Regions from separate parts of the Callithrix jacchus genome. Here region 2 is linked to region 1. A link is a contact called in public Hi-C data. All regions are on one chromosome and are shown on one strand. Each heading gives the region's core, a stretch centred on a gene start, on an enhancer-like site or on the middle of the called end of the contact. The rest is flanking DNA. Distances are from core to core; before and after follow the strand shown.

The links. Hi-C and Micro-C count contacts between places; a contact is called where the count stands out from the background.
Region 2: a contact with region 1 is called in a Hi-C map of skeletal muscle, with 2.1 times the contacts expected there. The contact joins two enhancer-like sites. A contact is called at or near these places in 2 of 3 Hi-C or Micro-C datasets (induced pluripotent stem cells and skeletal muscle).

What each region holds. Positions count from the first base shown.
Region 1 is chr2:65,083,156-65,088,471 of calJac240_pri, forward strand. No RefSeq gene overlaps it. Among named protein-coding and RNA genes, the nearest start is that of DUSP1, 36 kb to the right of the region's middle. Within about 2 kb of position 2,751, at least 10 of the 16 cell types and tissues checked have an H3K27ac peak or open chromatin away from gene starts, as enhancers often do. A contact at or near this core is called in skeletal muscle, where this site is marked.
Region 2 is chr2:65,255,561-65,260,876 of calJac240_pri, forward strand. All of the region lies in intron 3 of ERGIC1 (endoplasmic reticulum-golgi intermediate compartment 1), which reads left to right. Among named protein-coding and RNA genes, the nearest start is that of RPL26L1, 52 kb to the right of the region's middle. Within about 2 kb of position 2,936, at least 12 of the 16 cell types and tissues checked have an H3K27ac peak or open chromatin away from gene starts, as enhancers often do. A contact at or near this core is called in skeletal muscle, where this site is marked.

The DNA.
Region 1 (5,316 bases), core at 1,501-4,000:
GATTTTTATCATGACCTACTTCTGCTTAATGAACAGTAAATATATTTTCTCTTCCTTATGATTTTCTTAATAACATTTCCTTTCCTCTGGCTTACTTATTGTAAGGATGTGGTATATACAACATATAACACACAAAATATGTGTTACTTGACCATTTATGTCATGGCTTCCAGTAGACCATCAGTCATTAAGTTTGGGGGAAGTCCAAAGTTATAGGTGGATTTGTAGGGGCGTCGGCACCACTAACCCTAATATTGTTCAAGGGTTAACTGTATTTCCCTTTTTAAAACCTGAACAACTGAGAATCCTGAAACCTCCAGCCTCAAGATAAGGGATTGTGGGCCCTCAGTATTCTAAGGCAGCTGTCATTTGCCAGGCATTAGGCTGAGTGTTTTGCACAGGTGACTGTATTTTGTCCTAGCTGACCTAGGCAGACTCGCTGTTATCATCCCCACCGGATAGATGAGGACACTGCCTGATTCACTGGCTTTGAGGTGGGACACAGCAGTATCAGGAAAACCATTGCTCGCTGAGGACCTACCATGACGCCAGGCCTATTGTCAGGGACCTGCGAGACATCCACGACGGATGTGATGGGCATCGATATCAGGAACACACACAAAGACACTCCCTTTTCCAGGCTCCAGACAGGAAAGCAACTTGGCCAGTTCACACATCAATAATAGAATGAGCCTCGGACTGCCACCAGGAGCCACACACACTGTCAGCATGTGCCGTCATTTTCTCCTGCCCTCGTCCCTGCCTGCCAGCCGGGCTGGGCACCAAGTAAACAGGTCCGAAGCATGAGTCGCCTCCAGCAGCCTATCATGGGGTTGGGAAAACAGGCCGGCCACCTGCCGTCAGCCAGGGCCAGCAGGGGAGGACTTCGAATGCTGGTTAGAGCCTTTTGATTTTATCCAGAAAGTAATAGGGAGCCATGGAAGTGTTTAGAGCAGGGAAGTGTCATGGTTAGTGGATGTCCTAAAGGAGTGGTCCCCAAACCTGAGTGCATGTCTGAATCCCCAGGAGGCTCATTCAACACAGAACACTGGGCCCCACCCCAGAGTTTCTGATTCAGTCGTTCTGAGGTGGGGCTGGGGAATTTTCATTTCTAATAGGTTCCTGGGTGGCACTGTTCAGGGTGATGCGGTGACCACACTTTGAGAACCAATGTTCTACAACAACACAGTGAGGGGAGGGCAGCAGGCGTGCTGGACTTTCCACTGCAGTAAGAGTCATCATTTCGGGGTGCCAGGGATGTGCTACATCGGTCACTTAACCCTCGCAGTTCACACATGATGAAGAACTGAGCCTCAGTGAGGAGAAACTGCCTTCCCCAGGGCCACACAGCTCAGAATTGGTAGCCAGGGACTCCATCCTGGGGACTGGGGTTCCAGGGGGATCCCCCCCACTGCCCTACCTCTTACATCCACCCACCAGGGCCCTTGGAGGATGGCACGGGTGGTCTGTCCTTAGTAAGCTGCGCTGAATCGTCACGGACTAGGTCAGCCACACTGGAGTCAAGCAAACAGATGTGAGAGTTGGCATTCCCGAGCTCGGGACTCCCAGACCCACTCCTCCTGTGGGCCCCAGCTGTGAAGAGTCTGCCCTGACTCCCTGTCACTCAGGCAGGGTGAGAAGCAGTTTCAAGCAGACCCAATTACAGCTGCTGCAGAGGGAGGGAGGGGTCATCAGAGCGAGCCTGGAGCCCCCCATCTCTGGAGAAGCCTCTGCCTCCAGTTCCCCAAATGGGTGCGTCAGAGAAGTCCAGGCCATTTCTTTCATAAGCCCTGCTCTCCAGTGGGATCGTGCCCTCAGCCTCCTCTCTGAAGGGCTCATCCTGGAGATGGGATGGCACTGGGGGAAGAGGAGTCTGTCATCTCTCCACTCCCAAAAAGGCCTTGGCTCATAGTCCTGGTCCCCTTTCTGGCTGAGTGACCTTGAGCCCCAATCTGGGCTTCTCTTTTCTCCTTTGGATACTACTTGCCTGTATTATTGGCTTTGAGGTGTGAACCAACAGTATCAGGAAAACCACTGCTCCCTGAGGACCTACTATGGTGCCAGGCCTATGGCAGGGACCCACAAGACAACCTTGATGGGCATTGGCATCAGGAATGCACACAAAGACGCTGCCCATTCCAGAGCCCATCTCTAGCTCTGCTGGTCACCTTGCTCCCCAGACAGGCCTGAGGACACCCCACCATCACCCCCTGACACAAATCAGGCAGATCATTAAGGGTTAAATAGGAGTGCCGGCTGTTTGGCCAAAACACAATTTTCTGAACTTTTCCATATGCTTGAGATATTTTATGGTGAAATCACGCCAGCCCAGTGAGTGTGAAGCTGGCCTGGGAGAGAGGAGGCAGGATTGAAGAACTGGGTCAGCAGCTGGCCAAGCTCCTGGCCATCCAGCTGTGATGATGGAGAAGACGGGAGGCTGTGAGTCACTGAGAAATGCCCCGATGATTGGGGTGTTGCTAAAACTCTGAAGTCCCAGATTCCCTTGTGGGCTCCTGGCAAGGGTGCGGAGCCAGTGAGTCCATCAACCAGCAGAGCAAACCAGGATGTCCAAGGTGGCTGAGTCTGGGAGCAGGGCCAACCAACAATACCCTTCTCAGTCTCTCCATGTGGTGGAATGGGGAAGTGAAGCCATTCCTGGGAGCCCTTGTGGTTCTGGATCCAGCATGAGCCACAGCTGCACCCCACTGGCGACAGCCAGGTGGGCCTCCTGAGGTCTTGGGGTGGACCTCTGGCTCCACAAGCCAGCCAGGAGCGGCAGATCAGCTCCCAGCTCCTAACCCCTGGGCCTAGCTGGAAACCACCTCGGCTCCAGGGACGGGTTTGCTACAGCTTGTTGTGCTGTTGCTAAGTTCTGTGCTGATCAATCCGGGCCTCATGGGGTTTTTTTCCCTCTGGTTTCATGTTCTGACGGGAACTAAGTGAATCTGGAGCGAGTTAATTGCAGCCACAGCATTCCAGAGGGTGTTACGCTGCAAGTTCCTCCCTGGCCCCAGCTCCCCGAGTCCACACCCTCCCTGGCTGGCTGTGGGCTGGAGGTTGGAATATGAGCAGATCTACAGGACTGGACCCTGAGGAATCCGCTGTCCTTTCTAGACGCTAACTTGCCTTCCAGGGAGAGGAAAGAGGTTTAGGGTCAAAACGCAGATCTGCTCCTTGGTTCCACAGCTCTCTTTTCTGGCATTTAAGGCTCCACACATTTTCTTCCAACACTCATCCCCCAGCCTCGTGTCCCAGAATGCCCTGCGCCTTCTCTGAGCCAGCCGGACCATGCCATCTCCCAGATATCCCTGCACGGGCTCACCTCTCCCCTCCTTGCTGTCTCCACCCAGCCAGATCTGACCCTTTGACCCACCCACCCTTCCTTCCTTCCTTCCTTCCTTCCTTCCTTCCTTCCTTCCTTCCTTCCTTCCTTCCTTCCTTCCTTCCTCCCTCCCTCCCTTCCTATTTCCTTCCTTTTTCCTTCTGTTTCTCCTGCAGATGATATTTGTGCTGTCATTCAGTGAGACAGACAATATTGTGAAGCTTAGAAATAATTGATTTATACATTTCACAAATAAAATTATCAGAAAATATAATTTCAGGTGGAAATAAGCACTTTGAAAAAGACTAAGGAAACAGATGAAGAGGAAACTAGGCTGTGTGTATGTGTGTGTGTGTGTGCATGCGTGTGTGTGTGTGTGTACAACATATACACCCTAGTCTCTTCTTTATTGCTTCTCTCCTTAGCATTTTTATTTTTTGAGACAGAGTCTTGCTCTGTTGCCCAGGCTGGAGTGCAGTGGTGTGATCCTGAGTCACTGCAACCTCCATCTCCCAGGTTAAAGCGATTCTCCTGTCTCAGTCTCCTGAGTAGCTGGGATTACAGGTGCCTACCACCACACCCAGCCAATTTTTGTATTTTTAATAGCGATGAGGTTTCACCTTGTTGGCCAGGCTGGTCTTAAACTCCTGCTCTAGGTGATCCGCCCGTCTCGGCCTCCCAAAGTTCTGGGATTACAGGTGTGAGCCACCACACCCGACCACCTCCTTAGCTTTTTAAAGTGCTTATTTCCACTCAAAATTATATTCTCTTTTAATTTTATGTATGAAATGCACAAATCACTTACTTATAAACTTTTCAGTATTATTCATCTCTCTAAACTGTAAGCTCTATGACAGCAAGAATATTGTGTGTACATGGATTTGTGTGTGTATGCTGTGCCTGTGTATGTATGTGTAAGTGTGTTTGTGTATATAACTATGTGTATTTTTGTATGCATGTGCATGTGTGTGTCTGTATATCTATGTGTATTTGTGAATGTATGTATGTGTGTGTGTGTGTTTGTGTGTATGGGGGCCAGCTGGGGAATCCAGGGAAGGCCTCTCTGAGGAAGTAAATTTGGGCAAAGACCTGGGGGAGGTGCTTGCCCTGTGGGGCAAGTGCCCAAGCTCTGCAGGACCAGGATGGGAGGACTGCATGGGTAAAGCAAGGAGTGAGAAGGCAGGGGAGGGGCCGGCAGGGCCTGAGCAGCTGGGGACTGGTGCACTGGCAAGGCATTGGGGTTGTCCCCCAGGCAGGATGGGAGGCAGCACTCTCAGAGCCATATTTTCAAAGGACCCCTCTGGCTGCCATGTGACAAAGGGTGGAAGCCGTGCAGGGACTCAAGGGCAGGTGAGAGAACTGGGCAGTCCTGAGGGGTGGGTGTGGAGGCCTGGGCAGCAGCCGGGCCAGCATATATTTTGGAGGAAGAGCGGTGAGGCAGGCCTAGGTGGGAGGGAGATAAAGTCATCAACACAGCTCCAGGGTTTGGGGCTGATCCACTTGCAGGAAGGGATGGAGGCTGCAGTGGGGAGAGCAGGAACAGAGGAGGGTCACAGAGGCAAACCCCAGAGGTGGGTGGGTCCCAGCTCACAGGGAGCCTTGCAAGCCCTGGAGGCAACCAACAAACCTCTCTGGAGGACAGCAGAGGAGCCACTGAAGGCTTGTAGGCAGGAGAGTTCCAGAACAATTCTGATGTGACCTCCTCTGAAGAGCCTCTTGGTCCACATGGCCTCTCCCCTGCCTAAAGTCATAGTCACTTCATCTGGTAATCTTGATTCAGTTTGCCCAATAGTTTGTTCCATTCTAAAAGCTTTTGCTCTCCGCCGGGCACTGGAGTAACACTTATACCAGCGCTGCTGCATGAATAATGAAGGAGAGACTATTTACCCCTCCACTATTTCACAGAAGCAAAGAGACACAGAGAGGGGCAGCCACTTGCCTGAGGGCACACAACTGAGAAGCTGGGATTCAGACCCAGGCAGTCTGGAGCTCCA
Region 2 (5,316 bases), core at 1,686-4,185, 170 kb after region 1:
GGTAGAAGGCCCCAGGTGTCGAATTAAGGAGCATGAAGGACATTGCTGTTAGCCATAGGAGGCCTGAGGGCGTCTGAGTATGGAGTGATGGGTTTATGCCTCAGACAGCTCACCTCTTGTGAAGGCGGGTTTGGTGTGGGGCCATCCAGAGACCAGGACCCTGGTGGGAGCTGGGTGATGAGCCAAGGCAGAGGGGCCGAGGGCGCTGGGACTTTGGCTTTGGAGCAGGGGTGGGCAGAACCTGGCGGCTGGCTGTCAAGGGATGTATTTTAGACATCCACCTGGTTGATAACAGATACACACACTTTTACCAGGACGAGTCAGGATCTGAAACTCAGGGTTCTGGAGTGCGTGCTGGCAGAATCGCCCTCCCTCCCTCCACCCCACCCCAAGCCCTTGCTGCTGGCCTCACTGCTGCGTAAGTTTCCATTCGATCAAATTTTGAAGCATGGAGGTCAGAGACTTCAGGCAGGAATCTGAACTATTTAAGGGCCCTTCTAAAAGCAAATAAAATTGTTTTGTATAGATGTCATTGGACTTAATGCCTCAGACTAGAATTTCAAGGCCCTCCACCACATTCCATTCACACTCCCCCCACCCACGCCTCCCCGCCTCCCTGCCCTTATGTATCTCTCCCTACAAGGCCACTGCCCACCCACACCCCCCACCCTCCCACACAGTCGCCACGCTGGGCCTGACTCCCTGACGCCATCTGGCGTCCCCCACCTGGAATGTGCCCCGCTGTGTTCCACCAGTGCACGCCTTCCCTGCATCCTGGGAGTTCTGCTGAGGACTCCCTCCTCCACTTGGGCTCATTCCACAGAAGTTTGTGAGAACACGCTCTGTGCTGAGGCTCAGGGAGCCCTCATCCTGGGGATGGTGACAGGACTGGGGGAGGCTTGTGGGACAGACGCAAGTGAACCCCTAACCACCCTTGTACCCTGTAGGCACCCGGGCCATGGTGGGAATGGGCACACCTGGAGATGACGAAAAAGGACTAGGACACCTGCATCACCAGTCTACAAGGGTGATGGCCCCTCAATTTTTCACTGATTCCCATCCCATCCAGGCAGTGCAATGCCTTGGAAAGAGCATGGGCTGTGGGCCCCCTGTCCCTGGGCTCAGATCCTGCCTCTGCTTCCTCCTGGTCCTTTGATCTTAGCCAGCCATTTGTACTCCTCTGAGCCCAGTTTCATCAACGTGAAAGGAGAACAGTACCCTTGTTAAACACTGGATCAGCCCATTGAGCATCGATATTAATAATAATGATAAAAACAGTGGACATGTATTGAGCACTTACTGTTTACTAAGACCACACTTAGCATTGTTCTTGTTCTCATTTGATCTTTTCAGCAACCCCATGGCATAGGGTTGCTGCAATTGTCCCCATTTTATGTCTGGGGAAACTGACGGAGGGGAAGCCCCTTGCCCAAGTCAACCAGCCAAGAGGTGATTGAGAGCCAGGATTTGAACCCTGGTAGCCTGGGCTTCCACTGTGCTGCTGTATTTTCTTTACCAAGAAGAGCCTGGAATCAGCCCTTGAGAAAGATGAGTCACACACACACACTCAAACTCATACACTGACTCACACTCACACGCTCATTCACTCTCCTGCCCTGGGGCAGCCAGCAGCTTGATCCAGCAGTCTTCCAGCACCCTGTGAAGTAGATGAAATCTTTATTCTTACTTTTTTCTTTCTCCTTTCTCCCTCCCTCCTTCCTTTCCTTTCTTATTTTCTAATTTTAGTGAGGTATGTGTAACTTACATAAAGCAAAGTGGGTAAATCTTAAGATAGAGGCTTGATGAATTTTCACCTGTGTTTACACTTGTAACCATCTGATGAAGACATAATACATTCTATCACCAAAGAAGGCTCCCTTGAGCCCCTCCCAGTCAGTAACCCCCGCCACTATTATTCTGATTTCCATTGCCATAGATTAATTTTGCCTATTTTCAAACTGATCGAAAGTTTTTCCAATTTTACAGATGAGGAAACTGAGGCTCAGAGAGGTGAAGCACTGTGTCCTAGGTCTCCCAGCTCCCAAGTGGCAGAGCCAGGAGGTGAGCCTACACCCATCTGCCACTGCCTCCATAGGCCTTCCCACTGCCCACACTAGTGACAGGGGACTCAGGCCCACGGGAGTCCTCAAACCACAGTAAATTCACAAAAAACATTTATTTTTCTTCCGGGTGGGTTGATTTCTGGCAGCCCGTTGGCCTTTTAAAATCAGTTCAGCCCTAGCCAATGGAGTCAGTTAGCCTTGGCAGGCCCCTGGGGTGGGGTGGCTGTGGGCGGGCTCCTGGCGCTGGCTGAGATGGCAGGAAGCCAGCAGTCCTGGAACATTTGCCTTGGACACGAAGGCGGCCCTATTGACCTCATCAGGAGGCCCAGGTGATTGAATTGTGTTTATTCCACAGCCTGGGGGCCCTCCAGGAAGGAGCCTGGGAGCAGCCAGTTCTAGCCTTACATAACCAGCTTGGCCAGAGTGCCCCAGGCTGTCCCTGCCCAGCACCTCGGCCACCTTGTTCTGGGTGGCCCTCTAGCCCTGCGGAGCCTGTTCTCTGCTTATTCTGGTTAGGAAGACAGGGACCCACGCCTGGGAGAGGCTTCCTGGGGCCTTCTTGGTGAGCTCACCTTGGCGCCACACCTGGGATTCACCTCGCTCTTGGCTGAGGTCACCTCCAGAGGATTGCCAGTGGATGACATCATCCCACAATGCCTCAGTGCTGTGCGGAGGCCCAGCCTCACCAGGTGGGAAAGGTGAGTTGCTTCAAGAAAGAGTCTCAGGTGGCTTCCTGGCTGGGAAGGGAAGCTGAGGCTCTCCTTAGTTGACTGTGTGTTAATCACCCAGCAATCTCATTACTCAACAGCTCTCCACAGTTGCAAATTAAGGCTGGGGTAGAAATTGGGTGTTGAAGGCTAGGGCAGAGCATTTGGCTGTAGGGAGGCCTTTCCTCCTGGGGCATAACCTCCTCAGCTCCTGTTTGCCCCTCTCCCTCCAGTTCCTTTGTTCTTGGTGGCCTCTGATCTGGGCCAACACTATAAGCAAGGTCAGGCACAGGTCTGTGTCTCCCCTCTCCCATGCTAAGGCTTCTCAGGCCATGGCCCCCCGCATTTTATTCCTAGACCCCAATGCTAAGGAGAGGGCTGGGCGGCAGCCTGAGCTGTGGAAAGCCTGAGTTGAGATTCCAGCTCAGCCATTTCCTGCTGTGTGACCCTGGGGATGGGACACACCCTCTTTGAACCTGTTTCCTTGTTTTAAGATGGGGCTGAAGGCATTTCATGGGAGCACATAGGATGGTGTGAATGCTGGTAGTAGGGCTCCCCCAGTGTAACCTAACCGGTGGGGGTCCATTCGTTGCGCTCTTGTCTCTGGGAAGATCCCGTGGGCCCCACAGAGAAGCAAGCCCGGATGTCTTTCAGAGCCCACCGCTCCTGGTGAACAGCATCACACCAGGTGCTAAGGGTGCAAAGATGTGGTCTTAGTAAAAATGAATTCCTTTGCCTGAGTCCTACTCTTTTCCTAAGATATGGCTATTTACAAAGCTCTCTTGGAATCTTACTTGCTTAAGATAGGCCAGTTATCTTTTATTTTACAGTGTAGGGACTGGACCCAAGGGGCCTAATACATGTTTAAAATAATCACAGCCCAGCTACACGAAGTGCTGCTCCCTAGGCCAGGCATTATCTGGGAATCAGATGTGGCCATCAAACATCCAGCAGCTCCTCAGGGATGCCTCCACGACACCTGGGCTCCGCACAGCCTCCCGCACTCAGTACCTCTCTCTCCTGCTGGTCCTGCTCCCCTTCTCAGCCCAAAGGATGGGTCCAGGAAAAAATGCAGCCGTCTGTCTGCATTCTTCCCTCGCCTCATCCCACTTCGCCCCCAGTCCCATCCATCAGCAAGTCCCGCCTGCTCTACATGGGTTCCTGCATCCCTCCTCTCTCCATTCCCATCCCACCCCATCCAAGGTGCCATCATCGACCTCCTCTTCTCCCTCCTGCAGAGCAGCCCCTCCAGTGGGCCTTCCTCGAAGCAGCCAGAGAGAGGCTGAGAGTGCAAGCCAGACTCCATGGCTATGCTCACATCAAGTCTACAGGCCTCGGCCAGCTGCGGTGGCTCACGCCTGTAATTCTAGCATTATGGGAGGCCAAGGCGGGTGGATCACCTGAGGTCAGGAGTTCAAGACCAACCTAGCCAACCTGGTGAAACCCCATATCTACTGAAAATGTGAAAATTAGCCGGACATGGTGGCGTGTGCCTATAGTCCCAGCTACTCTGGAGGCTGAGGCAGGAGAATCACTTGAACCTGGGAGGTAACGTGGCAGTGAGCTGAGATCGTGCCACTGCACTCCAGCCTGGGTGACAGAGTGAGACTATGTCTTAAAAAAAGTCTAAAGTCCTCTTGGGGTGAAGGGAAAAAAAGAAAAAGAAAAATGTCTAAAGGCCTCTTGCAGCCTCTGAGCCCAGATGACCTGGCCCCTCCCACTCGGACTGCATCACACGCCACCCTTCCCTTTTCCCTTACACTGCAATCATGGTGACCTTCATTCAGTTCCCCAAACCCGCCATGCCCTCCCTACCTCCAGGCTCATGCACATGCTGCCAGGACGATTCCCTACAATGCCCTCAGACCTTGGTCACACCTGAGAGTAAGTCTTCCCAGCCCCTTCTCCCCAAAGGTCAGTCGCCCTATAGTCCCTCTCATGGTCCCCTGCAGCTTTTTGTCAAAGTACTCATCAGAGTTGGGGGTGGCAGCATATTTATTTAGGAGCTGAGTGACATCTGGTTCTTGTGTCTAAGCTTGATGAAGGCAGAGGAAGCGTCTGTCTGATTCATTGCTGTTTCTGGCTCCTGACAGGTCGTAGGTACTCAAAAAGTGTTTGTTGAGCAGATTTCGATTGCTAACAGATGCCAACACTGTGCCACTGACGGCAAGGTGATGTGGCTGTCTGTGGAGCCACCTGCCCCTAACTATGGCCAATTCGGTCAACAGAAGAATGACTCCCTGCCCCCAATGATGTCTAGATCCCTGTCCCTGACGCGTGTGGCCGTGTTAACCTTGCATTCAAAAGGAACTTTGCAAATGTGATTACGTGAAGGATCTTGAGATGGGGAGCTAGCCAGGTGGTCCAGATGGAATCACAGGAGTTCCTATAAGAGGGAGATGGAGGTCAGAGAAGGTGGAAGCTGCTGGCTTTGGAATTGGGAGACGGGGCCACAGGCTTAGGCAGCTCCTAGAAGCTGGAAAAGGCAAGAAAATGCATTTCCCAGGAACAAAGCCCATTTTAGACTAACGACCTCCAAAGACGTA